4 separate regions of the Mus musculus genome follow, and all the other regions are linked to region 4. A link is a contact called in public Hi-C, HiChIP or PLAC-seq and capture Hi-C data. All regions are on one chromosome and are shown on one strand. Each heading gives the region's core, a stretch centred on a gene start, on an enhancer-like site or on the middle of the called end of the contact. The rest is flanking DNA. Distances are from core to core; before and after follow the strand shown. Region 1 overlaps Gm35218 (a long non-coding RNA gene). Region 2 has its middle 29 kb from the start of Fndc3a. Region 3 overlaps Gm4606 (NADH dehydrogenase [ubiquinone] 1 alpha subcomplex assembly factor 4). Region 4 overlaps Fndc3a (fibronectin type III domain containing 3A).

Region 1 (2,744 bases), core at 103-2,602, 190 kb after region 4:
AGTGAGCAGGAGGTGGCAACTGCTTTGTACTTGTTGGTAACACATATGTGCCCCAGAGGATGGGAAATAAATCTAACCAAAGTTCAAGGGCCTTCTACCTCATTAACTTTCTTAGGAGTCCAGTGGTATATGGCATACAGAGATATTCCTTCTGAGGCAATGGTTCTCAATCCGTGGGTCATGACTCTATTGGCAGTTGAACCACCTTTTTACAGGGGTCACATATCAGATATCCTGCATATCAGACTACATTGAGATTCTTAACATTAGTAAAATTACAGTTATGAAATAGCAATGAAGATAATTTTGTGATTAGGGGTCACCACAACATGAGGAACTGTATTTAAGAAAGGGCCCCAGCATCAGGAAGGTTGAGAACCACTAAGGTGAGAGATAAGTTATTGCACCTGGTCCTTCCCACCACCAAGGAAAAGGCACAATGTTTAGTGAGCCTATTTGGATTCTTGAAACAGAACATTCCTCACTTGGGTGTATTACTTCAGCCCATACACCATGTGACTCAGAAAGCTGCTAGCTTTGTGTAGGGCCTGCAATAGGAGAAGACTCTTCAGCAGATGTAGGTTGCTTCACAGGCTGCTCTACCTCTTGGGCCATATTCAGGAGACCCAACGGTATCTGAGATGTCAGTGACAAGTAGGGATGCTGTTCTACTACCATTATGACGCCATCTGCTGCCATGCACACGCCTGCTACCTCATAGTTGACTAAGGAAGAGAAGGCTAGGGCCTGCTTTACTGATGGATCTGCATGCTATGCAGGCACCACTGAGACATGGACAGCTGCAGCATAACAACCCTTTTCTGAGACAAGGCTGAAAACACTGGTGAAAGAAAGTCTACCCAGCAGGCAGAATTTTGGGAAGTACACATGGCCATGCATTTTGTTCAGAAGGAGAAATGGCCAGATGTGCCATTGTTCACTGATTCACAGGCTATAGCCAGTGGATTGGTTGGATGGTTGGGGACTGGGAAAGAGCACGGCAGGAAAGTGGGTGAGAAAGTGACCTAGGGAAGAAGTATGTCGATGGATTTCTCCAAATGTGTAAAGGTACTTGTGTCCCATGTAAAACGCTCATCAAAAGGTGACTTCAACAGAGAAGGAGCTCAATAAGCAAGTAGATAGGATGATCTATTCTGTGGACGGTCAGCCTCTTTTCCCAACCATCCCAGTCAGTGTCCAGTGGGCCAATGAACAAGGTGACCATGGAGGCAGAGATTGAAGTTAGGCATGGGCTTGACTACGTGGACTTGCACTCATCAAAGTTGATCTGGCTACAGCGGTTGCTGAGTGCCAAATCTGCCAACAGCAGAGACCAACGCTGAGCCTGAAATATGGCACTATTCCCTGGGGTGACCAACCAGTGAGCTCGTGACAGGTTGACTACATTGAACCACTTCCTCTGTGGGAAAGACAATGCTTTTTTCTTACTGCAGTATTTATTCTGGTTACGGATTTGCCTTTCCTGAACATAATGCTTCTGCCAAAACCACAATCCTTGGACTTACAGAATGCCTGATCCACTCTCATAGTATTCCACACAGTATTGCTTCTGACCAAGGAACTCACTCCACAGTCAGAGAAATGCAACAATGACTCCAGTATCACTGAATTCACTGGTCTTACCATGTTTCCCACCATCCTGAGTCAGCTGGCTTGATAGAAAAATGGAATGATCTTTTGAAGACGCAGTTTCATCTCCAATTCGACTGTAGGGCTGGGACAGGGTTCCCCAGAAGGCAGTATATGCTTTGAATCAATGTCCAATATACGATAGTTTCATCCATAGCCAGGATCCACTTGGAGGAAAAGGGAATAGTTTCACTCACTATCACTCTTAGTGACCCACTAGGTAAATTGTTTACTACCAGTTTCCACAACCTTAAGTTCTGCTGCCCTAGAAGTTTTGGTTGCCAGAGAGGAGGGTGCTTCTGCCAGGAAAGACAGACAACAAACATTCCACTGAACTGGAAGCTGATCCAGGAAAGACAACAAACATTCTACTGAACTGCAAGCTCAGACTTCCCTCTGGCCACTTTGGGCTTGTGACACCATTAGACCAACAGGCTAAGGAAGGGGATAACAGTGATTGATGGGTGACTGATCCACATTACCAAGGGGAAATTGGATTGCTTTTCCACAGTAGAGGTAAGAACAACTGTGTATGAGCACGGGAAAACTTTTAGGGCATCTCTTGGTGCTGCTATGTCCTGTGATTAAAGTCAATGGGAAATTATAACGCCTAATCCAGGCAGGATGACAAAAGACCTAGACCCCCCAGGAATAAAAGTATTGGTCATTCCTCCAGGAAAAGAGCCAAAATGTGCTGAAGTACTTGCTGAGAGGAGAGGAAATACAAAATGGTCAATAGATAGCAGTAGTTATAAATAACATCTAGAGCCATATGCACGGAAGCAGAAATGAAGATTAAAATTGACACGAGTGTTTCTATTATGTTTTGTTGAGAATCCATTGCATAAATATTTATGTTTTCTTTCCTCAATTTCTTAATCATGTAATATAGCATCAGTTAGGAGAATATCAGTGATTATCACATTTAAGTTTGAGATACCAAAAGATTGTCCTTCAAGTGACCTGGGCATTCATTCTAAAATTTATAATGCATTTGTAGTTGTATGAAAGATAGCTATATCATGATAATCAGAATTATGATCTAGTTATTGTTTTCATTTGAAAATTAAGCATGGCATAAGAAGGTATGATTG
Region 2 (2,700 bases), core at 148-2,647, 140 kb after region 4:
TCAACATTAGCTTCTTTAAAATCTTTTCTTCCTGTAATCTCCATTCAGACAGTGACATCAGAGTCATGTACTACCAAGCTCCCACCCATGTGCTGTCTTGGGTTGTAGCTGGGCTTTACTACTTTCTGGGTTTTTCTTCTTTTCACCCTTTATCCACCCAGTTTCACATCCCTATCACTAGATAAAAGAGAAAGGTATGTAGCTTCTAGTTAGATACTTTACTAGATAAAGGAGAGAGAGAGAGAGAGAGAGAGAGAGAGAGAGAGAGAGAGAGAGAGAGAGAGAGAGAGAGATTGATTCCTGAATCTAATTTTGTTCCTTTTGTTTCTTCCTTGAAGATGACTACTAACAATCCACAACCAACCCCCCTGAGCCACCACTAACCACCATCCCCACCTCTTGGGGCCCTAGCATTTTATATAATCTCTGAAAATTTCCCAGAATTTCAAACGTCATACAATCACAGAAACTATCTGCAGCTGGCAAAAACATGCCTCTGCTAGAACAAGAGGCAAATCATAGTCAGCTGCCGTGAAGCCCCCACCCCCCAGCCCCGCACCTGAGATTGAAACAAAAGCATATTCTTAAAATATTTCTATGTTTTTAAAATATACAAATATTCCAGAATTCTCATTACATTGGGTGTTATTTTAAAGTTTTTTTTAGTTGTAGAAAATAATAGATTCATTAAGTTTTCATGCATGTATATGATATTCTTTGCTGCCCACTATACTCTCTTAACCCTCAGACTTTTCCCTTTTGTTTTCATAGGTTTTTTTTTCCTCCTAAAGTCCCTATATAAGAGAAAACATGTGATGCTTGCCTTTTTGAGTTTGACTTTGCGCACTTCATGATACCGTTGGCTCTTTGTACCCTTGCTGCCATCATGGTGGTTCAGGTCATTATCATGTCTGTCCTTGACCATGAATGCAAGATCTCCTGACTGGCCCACGGACCTCCAACACTTCCCCTTTCAGCCCAGTTTGTGAAAGCAGAGATGACCATGGCATTTCCTGGTTTAGATCCTTCAGTGAGTCATCAGTGATGATGGATCACCACCTGTCACCAGCCTATCTCATTCTGCCTTTCCAGCTTTATCCCCCACCCCAACCCCCCATTTCAGCACATACCGGCCAGATGACACTTCTGTACTTCTCAGCCTCTCATTTACCATCCTGTTTGGGCAGGGTGCATTTCACCTTACTCTGTTTTAAGACACTGTTTCAGTATTGTGTCCTCTAGTGATACTGTTTTCATGGGCAGAGAACATCCCACACTTCTTTTTATTTCTGGGGTAGTTTGTATACATTTGTAGTTTAACTAACATGATATTGTGGGATTATGTGGGTGTATGCGTGTGTGTGTGTGTGTGTGTGTGTGTGTGGTGTATGTTTATATGTATGTGAACGTGTATATGTGTGCGTGTCTGTGTCTGTGTGTATGCATGCATGCCTGTGTATATAGGCCAAAGTAGGGTTTTGTGTGTCCTGCTCTATAACTCTCTGTCATATTTCCTTGAGACAGGATCCCTTATTAAATTAAAGTCTAGGCTGGCAGCCAGCAAGTCCCAGCAATCTTCCTGTCTACTACTCACAGCACTGGGGACACAGTTGTTCAGGAAGCCATTTATTCACGTAGCCATACTTACTAGCAGATCATCTTTTAACTGTTTGGAGTTACATTTTGCTTCTCTCACCTAGACTGAAAGCCACTGAAAGGTGGGGGCTATCCTATTTATGCCTGAGTCTCCAGGCTTAGCTTATTGACCGATCCAGAGTTACCACTCAATACACGGCTGGGTGAAAGTCAGAGTCAGCGGTTTATTGGATTTGCATAGGATACATCTTACTTTCACAATGGTGACAGAAACAACATAACCAGAGTGTTCTTATTACATTGAACTCCATGGAGGAAAGCCACCGACGGGCCTCTAGTTTGCATGGGTTCTGCAGATAAAGTTGTCTAATTCCCCAAAATCCTGAGCGAGAAAAAAACTGTACATTGCTCAGGAGAACAATGTGTTCTTTGACACCAACTGTGAAAGCTTTCAAAACAAAAATGTAAATTTTCTTTGCCTCTAGGCTGTTTTCACTAGTCTTTCTCATTTACGAGCTCACTTGTTTTCTTTATACACAACGGATTTTTTAGAGTACTCTGTTGTTAAGAAGCGTTCGGGCAACCTCTAGTCAACCTATTTAGATTTCAGTGTTCTTATCTGTGTAATGAGGCTAATGGTACTAAGCTGTTCTCCCAGGGATGCTTGATTAAATATGTGTCTTGACACTGCACAGGCCCTGCGTACATCAGCAAGGATTTTCAAAAATAAAATGTCCTATATGCCCAGAAAATGGTTCCATTTGGCATTGTTTGAAGAGCAGGCACATTTCCACAAGGGAACACTTGCACCATCAGCAAGCATTCCAAAATAGATCTGAGGTAAAAAATTGTTATGACTGCAGCTAATGTTTTATTTGGGGTTGATAAGACAGGCAAGTATGTCAAAACATCTCCACCCATTATTTTTAATGGGGGAGAGCAAGCTTTAGTGAAATGTGCAATTCCTATTCTGCAGTCAGTATCCTTGCTGGCAGAAGATGTTCTAGTCTTTTCACCCTACGTATGCTGCATTGGATTTGCCCAGAGTGTCTTCCTTGTTACTTTAAGTGGGACCAGAGCCCAGAATTCCTGTGGTCATGCCCT
Region 3 (2,768 bases), core at 222-2,721, 240 kb after region 4:
TATCAAACTATAGCATCTAAAATAACATTTAGTGCATACTAATGTGCTCTAGTTACTTTTTCTGTTGTAAGGATAAATACTTTGATAAAAAGCAACTTCAGGAAGTGTTTATTTTGGCACACAGTTGCATCACGGTGGGAAAGTTAAAGCAGTAGGAACCAGAAGTTGTTGGCAACATCACATCTATAGGCAGAGAGATAAATGCCTGTGCGCAGCTCCCTTCTTCCTTTGAATACAGTCTAGAATCTCAGTCCAGGGTATGCTGCCACCCACAGTGGACCAGTTTTCTCATCTTTCTTTAACCCAGTCCACCACAGGCATGCCCATAGGTCTGCCTCCTAGGTGATTCTAGACCTTATCAAGGTGACAATTAGTATTAGCCATCACACAAGTTTTCAGAGTGTTAATTCTTGAGACGTCAGAATTACTAAGACTAAGGCTTATTTTCCCATATTGAAGATCTTCCCACTTGGGTTTCAAGCCTCTCCACTGTGAGGTTTGAGAACTGGAGTGATTGAGAAGTTGTTAAACTGCTGATCCTTTGCTCCTGGCCATGCTCTCCCCATCACCTCCCCACCGCACCCCTTTCAAATACCTGAGATAAGCAGCCACATTTCCATCTCCTCTAGGCTTAGCCTTTGCACACTGCCACCGTATATGCATTCTGATTGCCTGTTTCTTGGTAAACTGCTGTTGTGTGTGTGGATTGTGTTTGGAGATATGTTCGGTGGTTAAAAGTACTTGTTGCTCTCCCAGAGGACTTGGGTTTTATTCCCAGTACTCACATGGAGTTTACAACCATTTATAAGTCCAATTCTGGGGAGGAGGGGAGATCTAATTCTCTCTTCTGGTCTCCATAGGTGCCATGGTACACAGACACACGTGCATGCAAAACACCCATACAGTGAAAGGTAAAAAATAATGATTTTAGAAATTTTTAAAGAATTTAAAACTGAAACCCCCACAAAAAATACTTTGAAGTATTTGAAGTAGTGAAATTTAAGGTTTTTTTTTTTTTTTAAAAAAAAACAAAGCAAACTTTATGCATTTCTAAAGATGTTTTCTTTTAGTGCATGAAGAAAACAAAATGTACAGGTACATTTGTTATTGTTCATGTGGAGATCCCTGCGAACAATGACATTTTAGACATCATGTTTTCATCTTTCTAAAAACACAGCAGGACAGAGCCCCATTCGACACAGCGAAATAAGTTCCTTAAAAACGTTGGCTAAAGCAGCAGAAAGTGTCTCCTATTTTAAGCACTCACAAACAAGCCCAGTTGGAGAAGAGCTCTCTGAAGATTCAGGCCTCTCTGGTTACTCTATTTTCCAGGTTTCCCTCCCCTGCTTGATTCTCCTGTTTGATAAGAGATCAGGTAACCATGACAACTCTGCACTGTGGCAGGCCTTTGTGTGTGTGTGTGTGTGTGTGTGTGTGTGTGTGTGTGTGTGTATTACATAACTCTGAAAATAAATCTGCTATCTGTTTGACATTTGCTTCCTTTTCTTACAAACTTTTTTTTTCTTTTTAACTCTCAGCACAGTGTATCCTGAAGGAAGCTCTCCACTTGAGAGGATTTTGCTGACAGGAGTGTGGCTTCCTATTAGTGGCATGATGGCTGCACCCTCTGAGGCTCACATTCCCAGCATGGATCCTCCCCATACACACTTCAGACTAAATTATAGCTCTATTATCCAGTTAGTGAAGGCTAGCAAAACCGTGATAGTTCACCGGGGTGTTTTCTAGCCTGAGATTTATGCAGTCTGAGTGTGTGCCATCCAAAATGGAGGCCACTATTACGTGAGCTCTGAAGGTTCACCTCAGAGGCACCGGTTTTATGCCAATGGGAAACATACTCTCGGTTCCTGGCAGATAGAAAGAACTTTTCACTCAATTAGATTTTGATAAGACAGCTTGACCTAATACTCCTTGAAAAATAAAGACTCTAATATAATTTAATATAGGGATATTGGCATGCCAAATGACTAGCTTCTATTATGTGTTCAGAGGAGATTTTATTTTCTGATATAAATCCTAGAAACTTGCTTAGTGATAAGGGTTTTCCTCATAACAAAGCAAATTCTTCAGTTTTCTACATTAGTGGCTATATGTGGCAAGTGACAAGCAGCATAACTCTTGGTTAAATGAGAAAAAGATTAACATCAGGGTCAGAATGAGGCCACTGCTTTCAAAGCAGACCCAGCAGAGACCAGTGCTTGCCTTTACCCACCAGCCTGAGTTGTATCCAGGCAAGCTGTATTGATTAGATGTATTTCCCTAATAGCAATATCCTGCTCTCTCTCTCTCTCTCTCTCTCTCTCTCTCTCTCTCTCTCTCTCTCAGGAACATGCTTGTATCAGGCACACAGAGCTTTCTCCTACATGTCTACCAATTAAGGGTTATTAAGTTTAATGAATTTATTCCACAGCACCCAGCTCTCTAGTATTTATTCAAAAAAAATCTCTTGGGACTTGAGTCTCAGAGCAAAAGATTTCATAAACATGCATATGAATGTGTTAGATGAGGCTGTTTTTGTTGGTTGAAAACAGACAGCGGGTGTGCAACCCTACGATGTCACGATATGACTGTCATGTAAAATGACTGTATTTGCAAGTAAACACCATTCAAGCCACTTTGGCAAGCCCAGAGCCTCTTTGTGCAGAGCAGAGGTTGAGTCCTGCCTGAGGGTATTCATCAAAGAAAGCCACAGGGAATTGGCTCAAAGCAGGGAGGCTAGCCCAGGAACCACCTTAGCAACCTGGGACTCT
Region 4 (2,700 bases), core at 16-2,515:
ACTTTGACTACTTAAGTAAATTTTCTAGTTCGGAGGCAGAAATGCCACACAGTTAGATTTTAAAAAGATAATTTATCAGTGCTATGTACATTTATCTAAAATAATGGTGGGATATATTCAACACTGAACACAAACCTGCCACACCCCCAATACATAGACAGTAAACACAAGTACTGATATTCAGATCCACAATGCTGGCAGCACCATGTTGCTTGTCCTGCATCAAACTCTAAACCCTGGACACTCACTGACACAATGCCTGACTACCTCTCAGGTCCAACAGTACTTTCTAACTCAGAAAGTTCTAGAAAATTAACTGCAAACTGTCTTAAATTTGTATGCAGCAAAGCAGACTGTGTCCAGGGAAGAAGCAAACCTGTTATAGGAGTACATAACATGTCCACCTGGCACAAGAAAGCTGTACCTGAACAACTGTAGCTACACCTAACAGCTCCTTCAGAATTGACAAGCTTTAGGCAAAAGCTACCCCAAAGCAGAGTGATTACATTACTGTTAAGGGCCTACTTATTTTTAAAATCTGCAAAAGTGGGTACAATTCTGTTTGTCATTTGCCTTAAATATGAAAAACTTCCCATCCCAATTCTTAAAGGTACCATCAATGATTTATACCTAGTTCATTTTACCTAACATAAACTAAACCTATCGTCTTTCTTAATCTACCATTCATATTCAATTTTTTCTTTATTTCTTTTAGAAAAAACCCAAAACTACAGATTTGTCTAAGCATTTAAAATTAAATAAACAACGGACTGCTGACTGCTGACTCCTGCCGCACACAATGGCTTCCAAATTACCTGATGCCAATTTTCTGATCAGTCTTAAAAGAGAAAAGACGAAAAAAATCAAGAGGCCAGCCAGAATGGGGCATGCTATGAGATTTAAAATCACTCTAGCTCATAGAGTCTACAATTTTCATAACCACATAACAATATGTAGTATTTCTAAAGCGAACAGATTTGGCACTAAAAACACACAACACGGCTTTAGGTTAATACAAAAGCTTCCTATGTTTTCAAATAAAAGCGAATGTTCAAAATCAGCAAATCTTACCACTCATTTTGTTTCTACAGGAGCAGCAGCCAGCGAACAAGAAAACCCAACAAGGAAACGGCGTAGTACACGTTAGCAGCTTTAATTGGAGAACAGTTTCGCTTTTTTTTTTTTTTCCTCAAAGCTGGTAAGAGGAAAAGATCCTTTGACCGAGTCACGTGACCGGTATCACATGACCCGCAGTGAACCGGGAAAGACCGGGAGAGGAAACAGCGCAGAGGGTACGCTGGGGCGCTACTGAAACAAAACACTTAAAGGCTTCTTCAGCTGCTTTCCTGACTGCAACGCGTTCTGCCTTAAGAGCCAAAGTAAACCCTAATCAAAAGAACCTGGTGGATAGGCACGCGATGGAAAACCATCCTCTTTGTGTTCGCGGTTTGACTAACGCAGCCTGCTGCTTTTTCACATAGAAAGATTGGGGTAAAATGAATTCAAAGCCTTGATCCAAAATATGAGTGTATAGTTTGTGATCATTTCATGCTCGATACTCAAGCTATGCCTATAACACACAGAGAATTGCCCACACAATAGAATTAAATGACAAGTTCCTTACAGGTGGAATATATTTCAGGCTTGTTTTGTTTTTCCTTAAAAGCTAATGAAGGCTTCTGCTTTTATAGTCAGTGTACTTTGTTTTTAGTGATTATTTTAAAAATAGAACTTACTCTTGACATTAAGGAAAGATCCTTGGTGGATAGTATTCTTAAAGCAGGAATGTGAAAAATACTCAGTTAATTGAGGTGAAAACTTATTCTTTTGGAAAAAAAATACGCCCCGTAAATTACTTAAGAGGGCATATAAGTTCAGAGGAACTTTATCAACTGCTTACATACACAAGCAATGGCTGGGATCTGTGACACGCACCACAGTGGGGAAGATGGATTTGGGTACTAGGTGATACTAAAAGTTAAAATGAGCTCCGATACTTACTAGCATGGCAAATGTACTACTATTGGGCTCTGTCTCCTGTGGAAAGGTTAAAATGATCAACCTCAAAGCACTGTTGCAGAATCAAGTTAGACAAACTAGTACATGAAATACACTGTTTAGGACCTCTCAGTAACTGATAGTTATTGTAAGTAAAAGTATGATCGCTGACTCTCAAAACTAAAGATTACACAGTGAGACGAACCATGTGGAGTGTCCTACTTGTTAACGCAAACTGAGGTATCATTACTAGAGAAGCTGAGGCAGGAGCAGATAAGTAACTTGAGGGTACATAGGCAAAGGCAGGGTTGCTTCATATAATCACATGTTAAAGGCCAGGCCCTATTTAAAGGCCCAGTGTCTTTCCTGAAGAAGAAAAAAAAAAAAAAAAAAAAAAAAAAAACCTGGCAGGACACACCCCTGGCAACTTGACTCAATAAAAGCAAGTCAGAGGCCAGAGGAGAAGAGACACTGGTTTAAAGTGGAAAAGGGTAATAGCTGACCTTTTATTCCATTATGAATGCATTTCCCCTGAGGCTGTGGGATGGGCGCTTACTTCCCTGTTCTCTCTCACTGCGCCACTCTGCCCTCCTATGCTATTTTGACAGTCAGTGAGTTGTTTTTTTTTTTTTTTTTCTTTCTGCCCCAACACTTGCTGTCAGGTCAATGACTTCAATGTCCAAACTCTAGATCTATGATTTC

The links. A called contact is a pair of places that touch in the nucleus more often than the background predicts. HiChIP or PLAC-seq counts read pairs in DNA pulled down with a chosen protein or histone mark. Capture Hi-C pulls out chosen DNA fragments and counts their contacts.
Region 1: an H3K4me3 HiChIP or PLAC-seq map of the 230-238 cell line shows a contact between it and region 4, with 25 read pairs. The contact joins two enhancer-like sites. A contact is called at or near these places in 2 of 484 Hi-C or Micro-C datasets (granulocyte-monocyte progenitors and nephron progenitors), 3 of 115 datasets of contacts at active chromatin or transcription factors (the 230-238 cell line and fibro-adipogenic progenitors) and 1 of 9 other capture datasets (pancreatic islet).
Region 2: a Hi-C map of the N1E-115 cell line shows a contact between it and region 4, with 2.4 times the contacts expected there. The contact joins two enhancer-like sites. A contact is called at or near these places in 2 of 484 Hi-C or Micro-C datasets (the N1E-115 cell line and peritoneal macrophages), 2 of 115 datasets of contacts at active chromatin or transcription factors (the 230-238 cell line and CD8 T cells) and 1 of 9 other capture datasets (adipose tissue).
Region 3: a contact with region 4 is called in a capture Hi-C map of embryonic stem cells, with 2.1 times the contacts expected there. The contact joins two enhancer-like sites. A contact is called at or near these places in 1 of 39 promoter capture datasets (3T3-L1-derived adipocytes), 2 of 115 datasets of contacts at active chromatin or transcription factors (CD8 T cells and bone marrow-derived macrophages) and 4 of 9 other capture datasets (adipose tissue, embryonic stem cells, liver and 1 more).

What each region holds. Positions count from the first base shown.
Region 1 is chr14:72,787,894-72,790,637 of GRCm38.p6, forward strand. Gm35218 (a long non-coding RNA gene) reads right to left here. Exons shown (of 7, transcript XR_383581.2): 5 at 1,645-1,817. Among named protein-coding and RNA genes, the nearest start is that of Gm35218, 18 kb to the right of the region's middle. Within about 2 kb of position 1,353, at least 8 of the 459 cell types and tissues checked have an H3K27ac peak or open chromatin away from gene starts, as enhancers often do. A contact at or near this core is called in the 230-238 cell line, where this site is marked.
Region 2 is chr14:72,737,389-72,740,088 of GRCm38.p6, forward strand. No RefSeq gene overlaps it. Among named protein-coding and RNA genes, the nearest start is that of Fndc3a, 29 kb to the left of the region's middle. Within about 2 kb of position 1,398, at least 32 of the 459 cell types and tissues checked have an H3K27ac peak or open chromatin away from gene starts, as enhancers often do. A contact at or near this core is called in the N1E-115 cell line and adipose tissue, where this site is marked.
Region 3 is chr14:72,843,555-72,846,322 of GRCm38.p6, forward strand. The region is part of intron 1 of Gm4606 (NADH dehydrogenase [ubiquinone] 1 alpha subcomplex assembly factor 4); the gene reads right to left. Among named protein-coding and RNA genes, the nearest start is that of Gm41206, 6.9 kb to the right of the region's middle. Within about 2 kb of position 1,472, at least 27 of the 459 cell types and tissues checked have an H3K27ac peak or open chromatin away from gene starts, as enhancers often do. A contact at or near this core is called in bone marrow-derived macrophages and embryonic stem cells, where this site is marked.
Region 4 is chr14:72,601,851-72,604,550 of GRCm38.p6, forward strand. All of the region lies in intron 3 of Fndc3a (fibronectin type III domain containing 3A), which reads right to left. Among named protein-coding and RNA genes, the nearest start is that of Fndc3a, 110 kb to the right of the region's middle. Within about 2 kb of position 1,266, at least 368 of the 459 cell types and tissues checked have an H3K27ac peak or open chromatin away from gene starts, as enhancers often do. A contact at or near this core is called in the 230-238 cell line, the N1E-115 cell line, adipose tissue and 2 more, where this site is marked.